3 separate regions of the Anas platyrhynchos genome follow, and all the other regions are linked to region 3. Evidence: chromatin contacts called from public Hi-C data. All regions are on one chromosome and are shown on one strand. The core of a region is the stretch at or near the end of the contact, and the rest is flanking DNA. Distances in the headings are between cores, read along the strand shown.

The links. Hi-C and Micro-C count contacts between places; a contact is called where the count stands out from the background.
Region 1: a contact with region 3 is called in a Hi-C map of small yellow follicle, with 2.0 times the contacts expected there. The contact joins two enhancer-like sites. A contact is called at or near these places in 3 of 8 Hi-C or Micro-C datasets (skeletal muscle and small yellow follicle).
Region 2: a Hi-C map of liver shows a contact between it and region 3, with 2.6 times the contacts expected there. The contact joins the promoter of DPF3 here to the enhancer-like site in region 3. A contact is called at or near these places in 3 of 8 Hi-C or Micro-C datasets (liver, skeletal muscle and subcutaneous adipose tissue).

The regions. Positions count from the first base shown.
Region 1 is chr5:35,434,179-35,438,359 of IASCAAS_PekinDuck_T2T, reverse strand. DPF3 (double PHD fingers 3) reads right to left here. Exons shown (of 16, transcript XM_072038823.1): 4 at 1-32. Among named protein-coding and RNA genes, the nearest start is that of DPF3, 17 kb to the right of the region's middle. Within about 2 kb of position 1,394, at least 3 of the 8 cell types and tissues checked have an H3K27ac peak or open chromatin away from gene starts, as enhancers often do. A contact at or near this core is called in small yellow follicle, where this site is marked.
Region 2 is chr5:35,416,739-35,421,517 of IASCAAS_PekinDuck_T2T, reverse strand. It overlaps DPF3 (double PHD fingers 3), which reads right to left and starts at 2,521. Exons shown (of 16, transcript XM_072038823.1): 1 at 1,762-2,521. It overlaps DCAF4 (DDB1 and CUL4 associated factor 4), which reads left to right and starts at 2,831. Exons shown (of 13, transcript XM_027457634.3): 1 at 2,831-3,136; 2 at 4,607-4,704. The coding sequence starts at 3,033. It overlaps LOC106017734 (a long non-coding RNA gene), which reads left to right. Exons shown (of 4, transcript XR_002403137.4): 4 at 1-327.
Region 3 is chr5:35,515,073-35,519,455 of IASCAAS_PekinDuck_T2T, reverse strand. The region is part of intron 6 of DPF3 (double PHD fingers 3); the gene reads right to left. Among named protein-coding and RNA genes, the nearest start is that of DPF3, 98 kb to the right of the region's middle. Within about 2 kb of position 2,220, at least 3 of the 8 cell types and tissues checked have an H3K27ac peak or open chromatin away from gene starts, as enhancers often do. A contact at or near this core is called in small yellow follicle, where this site is marked.

The DNA of each region.
Region 1 (4,181 bases), core at 145-2,644, 80 kb after region 3:
TGCCCTACATAACTTATTCGTGGATTCACCATCTGAAAGTAAGGGGACCATCACAAACTCATGTTAATAAAACATTTAAGTCATACCACAGAGAGCTCCATATCCACATACACACACCACTCCAGCATCAACTGATCATTTATGATTTTTATTCTGGTTTTAGGTTACCATAAATCACTAATAAATACCGTTAATGTGGATTTACACCACACCTAAGCAGCAATTCAAGCCCCACACATCTGAAACACACTCAGTTACACTAAGTTCCAAGTTTAGGAACTTACTTTCTCACTCAGCTGCTGATAGTTGTACTCAAACCTACTCAGAACATTAGAAGTAAGCTGCAAGAATATAAGTCTACCCTAAAAATGTTAGGTGGGCATATTTTTAATAAATGGTTGCCAACTGTTTGGACTGTCAACATTTTTTATTTTTTTTTAGTATAAAAGGAAGGCAGGATTTGACATAAAACTATTGCAGTAAAATCTGAGGCATCAACACAAAGCCTAAGCATTCTGCCCCTACGGGGCTGGAGTGAACAGGGCTTTAGAAGATAGAATCCACATCCTCACCCCAGGCCCTGCAAACACAACTGCAGCTGATCTCTACCCAAGTAGAAGAAAAACAGTGTCCTTTCTTTCCACTGTATTGGAAGTGTCATGTCGCATACATCATATTGTTACCATCCTGATCCACACTTCTGTTATTTACATAATGCAACTACATTGATACTTTCTGTGAGGGGTCAAAAATATTCCTGCTCACCCTGCAAAGCTCTATTTTGGCTAAGGACCTTTCCCTGTGAAAGAGTTTTTACCTTCTGCTTATTGTCTCCTGTTTTTCCTTTTATCTCGTTAAGTTTTATCGTAGAGTTGTGCTTTTCTGGAGCGAGGGAAGGTTAGGTTCTTGCTTACACATTCCACAACTCTTGTGAATTGGAAAGTGAAACAAACTAGACAGCAACACTGAAAGCCACTGATCTAATTTTGCTGTGGAGGGAAACATAAAAGAAACAGTTGGTAGTCTACCAGAAGCCACATGCTTTTTTCAGCTTTAATATTTCCAGATATGTCCAGTAATATACAACTGTGTTTTGTCCAAATACATTAATACTCAAAGGACCAGATTCATACAGATAAAAGTGGTCAGCATGCTCTGTGAAAGAAGCTTTAATTTGTTACAGCAAAACAGGGCCCCACTTTCACAGATATCCTGCAACAGATTTGAAGTCTTAACCCCTTTTTATTTATTTAAAGCTTTGCAGGCATCTCTCATACACTGTTTCTTGTCAGCCCTCCTCCTCCTTTTCTTTGATCTTTACCAATAGTTGAGTTAGCTGAAAGGGGAGGGAACAATATCAGAGTGTCAATGTTACAGACTCAACACCAGCTCTCTACAGACACATCACCAAAAATCTTACACAGTCAGCATAACAAAGATAACCAGGGAGCTACACAGCGTAAAAATTGGCGCCAATGATTCATTCTTTGTAACTTTGGGAATCACATTCTTAAAAGGTGACCTCAATTTCTTTTTTTCCCCTCTTCCTCCTTTCCTAAAAGCAAAACTCCCCTCTACAGCTACAGCAACAGTTTTCAGATGCCTTCAGACTCACTTCATTCCGGGCCTGATTCTGACTACCCAAGGTTTTCATTTTGTATTCACTATTCAGTTTTCTATCATATTACTCCTGGATTACATATTGCCAAGATATGGGCTCAAGCCTCTTTATTTTTAAATGAAATAAGTGACAAAAGAAGTGTATTTTTCACACTAAAGATGAGTCTCTGCTGCTAGATAAGTACACTAAGGTCTTGTTCTGAAGTTTTCAAAAGTTTGGGGAAATGGAATTTGTTTGAGGCTCCAAGTTTTAGTTTCCGCTCTGACAGAGTGCTGAAAATCTATTTAGGGTGGTTAGAAAATCCTTTTATGTTATTATGGATTGTTCTTTAGTTTCCCCCAACTGCCTAAAACAAGCTAAAGAACAAACTGACTCTGAAGGAAAATGCATATCTTTATCTCCTGAAGAATGCATATCTTTATCTCCTAAAGCGCAAGATTTAATATCCATGCTCACAGGTTTGTCTTCCTTGTAATTCCTTAAATGAATAGCTAGCTAGGGAAAATAAAAGAGATGTGAACCATTTCAGTGTCCTTTTCACTCCCCTCCATTAAAAGGCAGGGAAAAGAATTTCTACATCTACATCCATTAGTGGGACATGGAGATGGTCCTCTAATTCATCTGAGATAATGTTATGCCTCCTGCCTCCACCTATTCCTGGTGCAGGGCTAAAAGCAGTTTATAAGGTGCCTTGAATCTCGGAGGTAGCCAATGGTACACATCAGGGCAGGTGCAGGCTGTCCCACAGCCCAAACTGTTGCCGAGTCAGTTGGACCAGATGCTACAGGTCTGGTACCCGTCTGGTAACACGGATGAATCTTACCTAAGTGACCTGAGTAAAGGAGTAAAGTACATAAAGTCTGATTTGACCCTCCAAACAAGTTACACATCACCACTGTGGATGGAATCAGGAGGGTCTGACTTCATACAGTTTTAACCACTTTTTTTTTTTTTTTTTTAATTGAAACAGATTTCAGCTGAGGCCAAAGAGCACAGTAACATGATGACCTCCTCTTGCCCAGGAGTAGAAAACAGAATGTATTACCTTGCTGCTCCATCTTATCTCTAATAAGCACTGAGCACACACCGTAATTCTTATGATTCTAAGACAGGTTTAACATTTGGATTGAGCATAATGAATAGTGATAGCGTTCTACCTGAGAAAATTAACAACTCGGAGAAAAAACAAACTGCCACATTCATTCAAAGAGTGTTAACTTTGAATTTTGCTCTTGATCTGAACAGCTTCACCTTCATTACTAATGGGACCACCTCGAAGAAAGGAATGAATATTTCACTGACTATCTGGTGACTCCACTGTGGAGATTGGTATTTTTATTCATTTAAACTGGAGGCAGAAGCGAGCTGTGCAGACACAGCTTGAGAATAACAACAACTTTTCTTTCAGTATCCAAACTTCTTTTTTTTATAAGATGTATTTCAGATTTTATAGGGCCAAGGGAACAGATGTTATCATAAATACATTAAAACAGGTTACTTTTGTAGCACACAGACTACTTATACAGTTTATAATAAAACCAATCTATTTCAACTACATTAAAATTAAACTTACCCAGAAAATTTCCCACCTGCTAATATTTTTAGTTAACATCTGTCAAACATTTATTTTCAGTATCTTAATTAATAAAATCTTTAATGCTTTCAGTTCATCTTCCATATAAATATGGAAAAAATACCATGCCACTTTTTTTTTTCCTTTCATTCTGTTTTGTTCCATTACTTTCAAAACAAATTGGGTACAAAAAGATTAATCTTGCCAATCTATAACTTAAAATATCTTTCACTTTGTAAAAGTTCAGAATGAGAAAAATAAAACCTGAAGGGTTGGTCGAGGTGGAAAGAATAAAATCCATGTAAACTGCAGACTGGAATTAGTGAGGGGATAAGAAGGCACTAGTTCATTTCATTGCGCTGATTGGCCAAATGCCAGAAGAAAGCACAAGTAAGGGGGAAATAAAATACTTCGGGTTTTGTTATCTTTTAAAACTTGCGAAATAGAAACAGCTTTAAAAGTGTCATGCAATTGTTTTTCCATTTCCCATCCAGCTTTACTTTGGTAGAGGAGAGGAACAACAAAAAAGTACTGACTGACCTGCCTAAAATACCAGGTTTGGACAAGCCTAACTTTAAAGTTGGCAGACTCCTGGAAATCTCAGTGGACACAAGGTACTGGTGTAACACAGAATAGATCTTGGGAATTTATTAAAGTAATTGCAGCCTAAGTCACAGTACAGCCAGTCCTGATTTACTTGCTCCCCCAAGTCTCCTCAATAACTTGCAGTTGTGAAGCTAATTTGACATACATTTCCCTAATCCAAACAGGCTCTCGGGCCAGAATTCTCTCCTTCAGAATTTTGCTGATACACTTGAACAGAGAGAGCTGCAGTGGTCAAATCCCTTACACAGGAACAGCTTCACCCAGGGTGGAGTGCTGGTTGCTGGGGGGGTTGTTTTGTTGTTGTTTGGGTTTTGGGAGGTGGGGTGTGTTAACACCCCAAGGTGTTCCAAGGGTGGAACAGCTTTGCTGTCAAGGCCACCT
Region 2 (4,779 bases), core at 1,272-3,771, 98 kb after region 3:
AAAATAAAGTCAAGCAGCAACTTTCATATGCAAAAATATCTAAAGCTCTCAAGAGTGCTGCTGCAGAACTACTGCAGCACATAAGGCAAAAGGCATACAAGGTTACACAGGATCTTAATGTAACTGCTTTGATTTCACTGGAATTAAATTAAGGCTTAATTGTACCATTAGACAAAATCCTGCTTTTGATTACCCTACACACTCGTGGGCCCCTGTACACATTCCAGTTACCATAGCTTAATGAGTTGCCTTGAGTAAGCTAAGCTATAACTAGCAGACCACATATATTTAGCCCCCAACAAGTATGAGATAAAATACATAGCTTAATCCTCAGCACAAAAGACATTTGTGCAAACTCACCCTAGTTCTCACAAGTGACTATTAAAATGGACACAGGCTCAGGTATTGCAGCTCAGCTGAGAGACAACACACTGAACTGCAATAATCCAACCCGATGTCTGAAGCATAAATTCCAATGTCAATAACAAAGTTTGTTTTTTACAGAATGTTTTAATGCAATTTACAATTATATTTAATTAGCAAATGAAGTACAGACTGAAAGCTGGGCTACCCAGGTATAGCTCTAGTCCCAAGTGACATAAATAGAAAAAACACCAGAGCAAATGGGGGACAGAACTTGAGGTCAGCCTGCATGCTGCAGAGCAAGACCTGGCTGAAGAAGAGCAGCATTCAGTAGCAACAGCCCCAGCACAGCCAACTGCACAAAGTCAGACTGAAAATAACCGCTTGTGCTGTGCTTCTCAAACTGAAACTTTCCCCTACTTTTTGATCGTTAAGCTTTGTGAAAGTTGGGCCACTATAAAACATCGCAGAGCTCTCTACGTGAGTACAGGCTGCAACACAGCCAGCACTAGGAAAGCCTTTGGGGGAACATGACTCAAGGGAAGTTGTGTTCCCTGTGGAAAGGGTCCAAAAGAGGAAGCAAGAATGACTGGAGCTGGGAATCGTCATCCATAATACCTGAGTGAACTGGCATTCTTTAGCCAGCATTTAATCTAGAGAAAGACTCAAGTGGGACACCATAAGCAATTTTCAGATATGTAATATGGTTGCAGACAAGAGGGAAAAAAATGTTTTCTACATCCATGAAAGGCAGAAGGAAAAGCAGCAATGATTTTAAATTGCAGCAATAAGCACTCAGGTAACATCTGAAAAATCTTTCAGTGGGCGATACAACAAAATAACCAGAACACAGTGAACCAAAAGGCTGTTTCTGTTAATCTGTTCTTAAAACAGATTAAACAAACAATTGCTAAGGAACAATGGAGGGGTGGTAAGCGTATGTGTGGAAGGGGGTCTTTTATTTGTTTTATATATTTTATTTGCATACATACACACACAGGGCAACCCAGTGACCTCTGAATTCTCTTCCAGCCTATTTACAAGTACAAGCTTCTATAATAAGCTTGCAATACAAGTGAGAAAACAGATCATTTATCATACTTCTCCCCGAAGGTAATTCTATCTTGGTGGAGTCAAACCCGCAGCTTACAAACAGCGCATTGGTCACAAAACCTTTAACACTGCTCGCTGGCATCAGAAATTAAAAAGCTGAAATAAGGCTAGCAAAAAAAAACAAAAAACAAAAAAAAAAAAAAACAACACAGGTATAACATTACTTGTAAAACATTTGATGTTCTGAAATACTATGTACAAGTCAGAAACACCAGGGAAAACTGTATTTCCTAGACTCCTGGCCACAGGCATATCATCAAATTTCAGATGATCAAGTATCAATACCTTCGAACCTGTCATTCTGGATCCAGTCTACGGCATTCGCAGGATTAATGGCTTAACAGCTCCTGTTCATGCAGCTTTCTCTGGGCCTTTTACTCTACCCTCCAGTTAATGTGTGCAAGTTCAGAATCACCTTGTGGAAGCTGAAAAGCCGGTATTGCTAAACCACCTTGAAAAACAGGCCTAATCGATGAAAAATGCCTTAGAGCCAGACCACACTGGTCCTCTGCCTTTTAAAGAGGCAAATAAACAGAGTTCACAAGCTGCACGAGCTACAAAGGAGTTCCCTGACTGTTCCTACCCCTAAAGGTATATTTTCACTGGCCACTTCTATTTCTATGCATTTTGAACTTAAAACACAGGCCGAGTGAGAGAGAGAGGATTTAAGACCCACAGAATGGTTTGGGTTGGAAGGGGCCTTAAAGATGACATAAATCCAATGCTCCTGCCATGGTCAGGGACACCTCCCACCACACCAGGCTGCCCAAAGCCCCATCCAGCCTGGCCTTGAGCACCTCCAGGGATGGGGCACCCACAGCTTCTCCGGGCAGCCTGTGCCAGGGCCTCGTTGCTCTCTGAGTAAAGCATTTCCTCACAGAGCCTAGCCTCAGATTGCCCGTATTTAGTTTGAAGTCATTACTCCTTGATTACCTCACCAAAGTTACTCTCACGTCAAGCACCATAGCAAGCTTGCTATGTAAAAGTAAAGTGCAACCGTTCCAGCTGGGACGTCCCCTCAGAGCCAAGCCTCCCAGAGCTGAGGAAAGGGGCTGCTGCGGCGCCCAGCCCCTCAGAGCCCCCTCAGAGCCCCCTCAGAGCCCCCTCAGAGCCCCCTCAGAGCCCCCTCAGAGCCCCCTCAGAGCCCCCTCAGAGCCCCCTCAGAGCCCCCTCAGAGCCCCCTCAGAGCCGCGCGCGCCTCCCGCCGGCCGCCATTTCCCTCCCGCCCCTCCTCGAGATGCAGGCAGCGAGGCAGGCGGAGCGCTGCCCTCCTATTTGTTGAGGGAGCTGCCTGTCAGGCGGCAGGGCCCGCCGAGAACCAATCAGCGAGCGTCCACCGGGGTGGGCGGGGCGCCTGTGTGGAAGCGGTGAGGGGCGGCGGGGGGGGGCTGCGGCCCCGCGTCAGGGCGTGCGGCTCCGGGCCGGCCCCGGCCCCGGCCCCGGCCCCGGGGCGAGGCGCTCCGCTGGGGCTCCCACCGCCGAAAGCCCCGGTGCGGAGGCGGGCTGGCACGGCGGGCACCCCCACGCGTGTGTGTCCGTTGTCTCCGCAGGCAGCCATGCGGGGAGGCCGCTGGAGAGGCGAGGAGAAGTGGGGCTGGAGCGGCCGCGGGCACAGGCAGCGGCCCCGCGGGCGCAGGCGGCCCGGACACCGCCCCGACAGGCGAGTGGGGGCGCGGGGGTGGGGGGGCCGGGCCGGGGGCTGTGTGGGAGCTGGGGGGGCCCCCTCCGGGCCTGCAAACGTGCCCCCGCTGGGAGGGGGCTGCGGGGGGTCTCATCTCCCCCACAGCCCGTCAGCAGCACGCAGGGGGCTCAGGGAGAAGAGAACCGTGGGTAAGCACTTCCCTGCCATCCAGCTCGCGCCTCAGGGACCGCCGGGGTAAAAACGAGCCTTAAATCGCCCTGGAAGTTTAAAGACACGTGAAGTATTGGGGCGATAGTGCCGCACATAGGTCAGGAAACTGGGACGAGGTCTTAGGAGTTGTGTTGCCTTGAGAGCCGATGCTTTCAGAAAAAGACGTTTTAAAGTTTAGAACCTCTGCTTACCTGTGTTAGGGCTATGTGGATGGCTCTCGTTCTCTGCTGTGTTCTGTCATTGGTCTCTTACAGGAGTAAAGCAGGCCAGGCCTTTAATACTACAAGCATTTCTTGTAAAAAGGATTTTCAGGGAAAGATATGCACACGTGTATGAGTTGCCCCATTAATTCTAGCTGTGTAAAACGTTAGAAATGCAAATGGCCCCTAACTCACAAATATAGAATAAAGTATTTCACTAATAAGCTTTAGACCCAAGTGCTAGAATTCAGTGGTTCCCCGCCCAATATATCAGTTACATTCTTTAACAATTGCAAACTTGTATAACTGAACAGCAACAGAGCTGGTATTAAAACCAGAATTGCCTTGTTATTTTGTTTCAGTAAATTATGACTCATGAAAAACATTTTGGCCTAATGCTTTTAAGATGACCTGTCTCAAAAAGTGAGAATCGTAGGGGCGATTCAGAAAACATCCCAGTGGAATTTCACCCCTCAGTACTGACTGTGCCTGTTTAAATGGCTTCTCAAAGAAGAAAGCTGCAGTTACTACTTCACTGTGACACTGATTACATTTTTTTTCTTTCCTAGAGTTTTCCTGAATTTTTTCCTTGGTTTGCATGCTTCTGAAGCTCCTTCATGAGCTTCCTGTCATGAAGACAATAGCAAAATACTTCTGACCTGATGTCATTTTTTTTATCCATGCCATTTCTTTCACTTCATGCTCTAAAGCGTTATCCTACTTTCAAGGACGTGCTTTTCTTTGAAACAGAGGGTATGGTAATGTGCCCAGAACTAATCTTTTGCTGCAGAGTTAACTACACATAAAGAAGCAGCAACCACCTCTAATGTTTTAGCAAGTAATTCGGACTTTAAGATACTGTTATCTCTTGTGTTCTTGAGAGGTTTTAAAGCTGAGTGTTTGTACTGTTCCTTTTTCATTGGTTGGCATACAGTGATACACACAGTGTGCTTATCACAGACCTGCAAAATTGCACTCTATTAATGTGACTAACAAGCTGCTTTAAAGAGGCTTTGCGGAAAAGATGTGTAGGGCAATTGTGGGCCTGTCTTGAAGGCAATGCTATTATTTTTTTTAGGTCTGAACAGGAGGAACCACAAACCTCAGTGAATGCAGACCCCAGCAGCAGTGGAAATCCTTCTTCATCCAGTTTGACGCAGAACTCTGTAGTACCAGGTAAGAAAATCAGTGTCTGTACGCTGATCTTATGAAAAAAAATGTGGTAGCAGCTGTGTTAATAGTATGGTGTTA
Region 3 (4,383 bases), core at 971-3,470:
ATGGGTTATGCAGCTTCTTCAAATATGAAGGTCATCATTGTCCACACTTTGTAAGGTTATTTGATATTTCACCTTATATTTGCCTAACACGTGACCTAAATACAGCACACAACTGTTGCTTTGGCACCACCTACCAAAAATACAATCCCGTTTCTAAAAAATGAAGAGTTAAAAATAGCCTATTCCTGCTACAGAAGAATGTTTCTTAAACGTTGACTCATGCAGTAGGCTCAGTCCTTCTCCTCCCCTAATTTTACACCTACAGAGCTCCATTCATTTCTGCAGAGGTAACTCCTGACTTACTTCAGCTACGTGAACCGGAGTCAGGCCCTGCCCTTGCAAAAAAAAAAAAAAAAAAAAAAAAAAAGCACACTATTCAATGCTCCCTCTGCTGGCCTTGAAGCACCATCTGCATGTGCAGATGCCTGAATACAGAAGCAGTTATAGGCAGAGCCCATTTCCAGTCCTCCCACAACTAAACATCTAGCAGGTGGAGTCAGGAATAACTATGTGAGAAGGAAAAAGAAAATCCTAAATAAACTAAATTTTAAAGTACTATAGAATATATTATAAAAGATGGGCAGTGCTATTTTAAAACCCAAAGTACTTAAGAAAGCAGAAGTATTTGAATAAAAAACAGATTTTCAAAAACATTTTAATTCCAAGACTTTGGCAGGAAGACAGCAAAGGACACACAAGCTGGTATCAGCAATGAAACTGTCTTACACGAGGAATCTAGACCAAGTCATCAGACAATAGAAGTTCCTCCTATCTGCTGGCTGTTCATGTCACATCTGCCCCAAATTTAGGTTTCATCACAGCAAATGCTTATAAAAGCCATGGAAAATAAAAAATAATAATAATTAAAAATAATGATTCAGTTCTTCACAGAAATATCTTTGGTTATTCAGATATGCTGAAGCCTGTGCAAAGCCTGAACAACTGATATATTGCTATTATAGACCCTTCAGGAATATCTTATCCAATTCATCTAAACTTTACAGAAGTACTCTTGTTTGGCACCAGAGTTATCCTGCTGGTTTTGATCCTAAAACAGTCTTCTTAGATATCAAAGAGGTACCATTGGCACAGGTTCCTGTGACGATAGGAACCAATTTTTCCCTTAATCACAGAGAAGTTTAAATATATGTTAAACAGTAGAGCAAAATTTTTTGTTAAGAAAAAAAAAATGTGTATTTCCATACAGAGCACATAGAGAAACAACACTGCTGTCTTGTAGTACTGAACAAGAAACAACATGTGATTTTGTACAAAATGGCTGAAATCAAAAGTGAAACTAGACAATATTAATAGGCCTGTTTGACAAAAATGCTAAAAAGAAATTCTCGTGAAATTAGTGTTTTGAATTATTTTTAGGGTCTAATATCTTTGAGTGACAATAGACATATCAGCCAGGGAAAGAAAAAATAATATGGAACTCGGGAGAACTGAGTTCTTTGTGTTCTTGGGTTCAATTTCCAGCTCTACCACAAGTCTCTGATCAGATCTTCATACAGGTAATTTACTTTGTCACTGGTTTATCTGTTTTGGAACAGGAGGAATTCCTTTATATATTTTATATATTTGGGCTGTAATATATGCTACAACACAAGACTATAGCAGATAGTAGAAGGAGACTTCACAATGATCACAATGATCCCCGGGATAGTGGTCTAACTTGAGTCTCTAGATGCTATCATATAAGTGATACTAATGCTAATTCTGTCCTTTGCTTTTTAATTTCATCTTAAGTTTATCTTGGTGAAGTGCCCCATCTTAAAGAACACTGATTTCCATGGATATGCTGAACATCATCCACAAGAGCTGGGGGCACTCAGCACTTCCCAGGATAAACACCGCACTTTGTGCAATCAGACACAGTCTCTACAAGGTAAGTCAAGATGCTTTGGAGAGATAATAGCTTATCTGTAAGGACTCCATTCATTTGTTCACAATCACAATCACAGTGGTCTGTTCCATATGTCAGATTACAGACAGATCAGGCACTGTTTAAGGGCCATCTAAAAATCTGATATTGGCACTTGCCTTGAACAATACTACCATGGTCCATCACAGCAAATGAAAAATAATACTTTTGTTTATTTTTACCGCTTCAAAGCTGGTAACAAAACAAAACAAAAGCCATTTCTGTAGTCAGCTGAACACTAGACTGCCCAGAGATAAGTAACAGAACAAACTCTAGCACAGCTCATTCTCACCAGAGTGGCAGCACACACAAACTGTACTCCACACCCACAAAATGGGTGGGAAGGCCGCCAGCTCTGAGACCTCGCTGTTGCCTTTCAGTTCAAAATCAAAGGACAGCAGTGAACTGAGACAAGAACTTTCCAGTCATATTCTTCACACTTACATAGCACGTGAAATACTTGAAAGCTCTGTGTGTATTTTATGTACGTATCTATATTTAGCCATCTTGTAAATTTGAAGTGGGACACTACCAATTTAAATTCCACCAGAGTTTTTGGCCATAGACATCCTATCTGTTCTCATCCACATAGTTGCAAAGCTTCTGTAATACCTGATTGTCAGCAGGGTTTACTGTAGGTAATACCACTTTCACAATATTGATGTCTGACCCAACGCAGAAACATGCTATCACCCAGTACCACAAAACCACCAAGCATATTGCACAGGGAGCAATTAAGATTTCCAAGGTACTTGTGTGTAATCAGGATGTAATCTCTCTTCCATTTCTAACCCTCATCTTTCCAGCTGCTCTGATATTACTGAAGACCAAAACCTTACTGCTTGCCTTTGTGGCACCTGCAATTCAAGGTGCTGGTAGGAGAGTTGGGGAAAATTTTCCTTCTCACTTTCCTGTAGAATAAAAAGCTCCGCAGTCCAGCCCAACTCTCTCTCACACCCATGCCCAGACTCACAGACCTCCCATGCACGGGAGCTCTGCTCTGCTCTTCCTCTTACTGGTTAGAAGGAAAACAGCCAGATAAGGAGTGAGTGTGGAAACATGACCGGCTTCCAGTCCTTCCATTGTTCCACAGTGAGACCCCATGCAAATACCACTGCCCAGTTTTGCAGGGAGGCAGGCTTGCCCATACTTAGTTGAACAGAACAAGGCAGAAGTCCAGTTTCATGAATATCACGGAAGTATCAACACCTGATAACTTTAACAATCTACCTAGAAAATCATAGTATGACCAAGATATCAATATATTGCCCACAACTGGGAATTTGCTTCAGATCTATACCACTGTTCATAGGAGTCTTGGCTGCTACACTACAATGATTCATGTAACAGATCATATCCATTACACTGATGAAAACTTGGCTGCTCTTGAGGCATAATGTTTAGTTGTGATGATATGAATGTACCACTGAAAGATGAAGACCAGTCCATGTGAAATTAAATGTCAGGAATACTTAGTGTAATTCCTAAAGGTCTGGTAATAATATTGACTGAATTGTCTGAGGCAGTTATCATAAGTAAGCTTGGGTGATACTTTATTTCTACCTCATATCTATTGGAATGGGATGGAGGATGCTTAGAAATAGTGCTAACATGAAAACTGCTAGACCCTTGATCAAAAAACTTTACTAGGGCAATCCATGCACTTAACTCGGAGTACAGGGGCAGAGGAAAATGGACGTCTAAAGGCTGCATCAGCAACCTCCATTCCACTGTTCTGATCTTTACAACTTTAGCTGTAACTATGCTTAAAATGGAACACTTCACAAATAAGAGCAACAGACCAAGACAGTAAAAGCAGCATGTTCTATTAAGAAGCAGGCAGCAACTGACCCCAAGAAAAATATTATAGCGCACTTGCATCTTACAAAAAAAATGATTCTGTCTTGGAACACAATCTCTTGGAAACAGAAAATGTTGAGATATTTTCTTCATTAACTTTTGGTATTACCAAATATGAAACTCTCAGGCACTGAGCTGCACCACATACTACCTACAGCTGCAAGGTACCAACACTGCAAAAGTGGGTTACAGCTATGAATGCTGTATTATTGCTAAATGATTTACTACACCCTTAAGTTGCTAGCAAGACAATAGTTTGATTCTGCTTACTGACCAGCTGCTGACTAGCTGTAACTTACATAGCCCTAGGATTTTTGTTTTGCTATCCCCAAAATGATGTAGAAGTCTTGAACTTCTGGATACAACTTATCTGTATAATAAGCCACTCCAGAAGCCCAAGCAAGCATTGAAACCCTCTTGTATTGATCCCACTAACTGCTGGATTGGAAAAATCTTGGAGCTAAGATCCCCTTCTGTGCTGTTGCAGTGGCAGTTTTACTAAAAGTACTTCTAAGAAATTAGCAAAAGTAAAACACAATAAAAATAAGGTTTAACCCTAATTTGATGTTATAGAATTGTACTGCTTGCATATATTG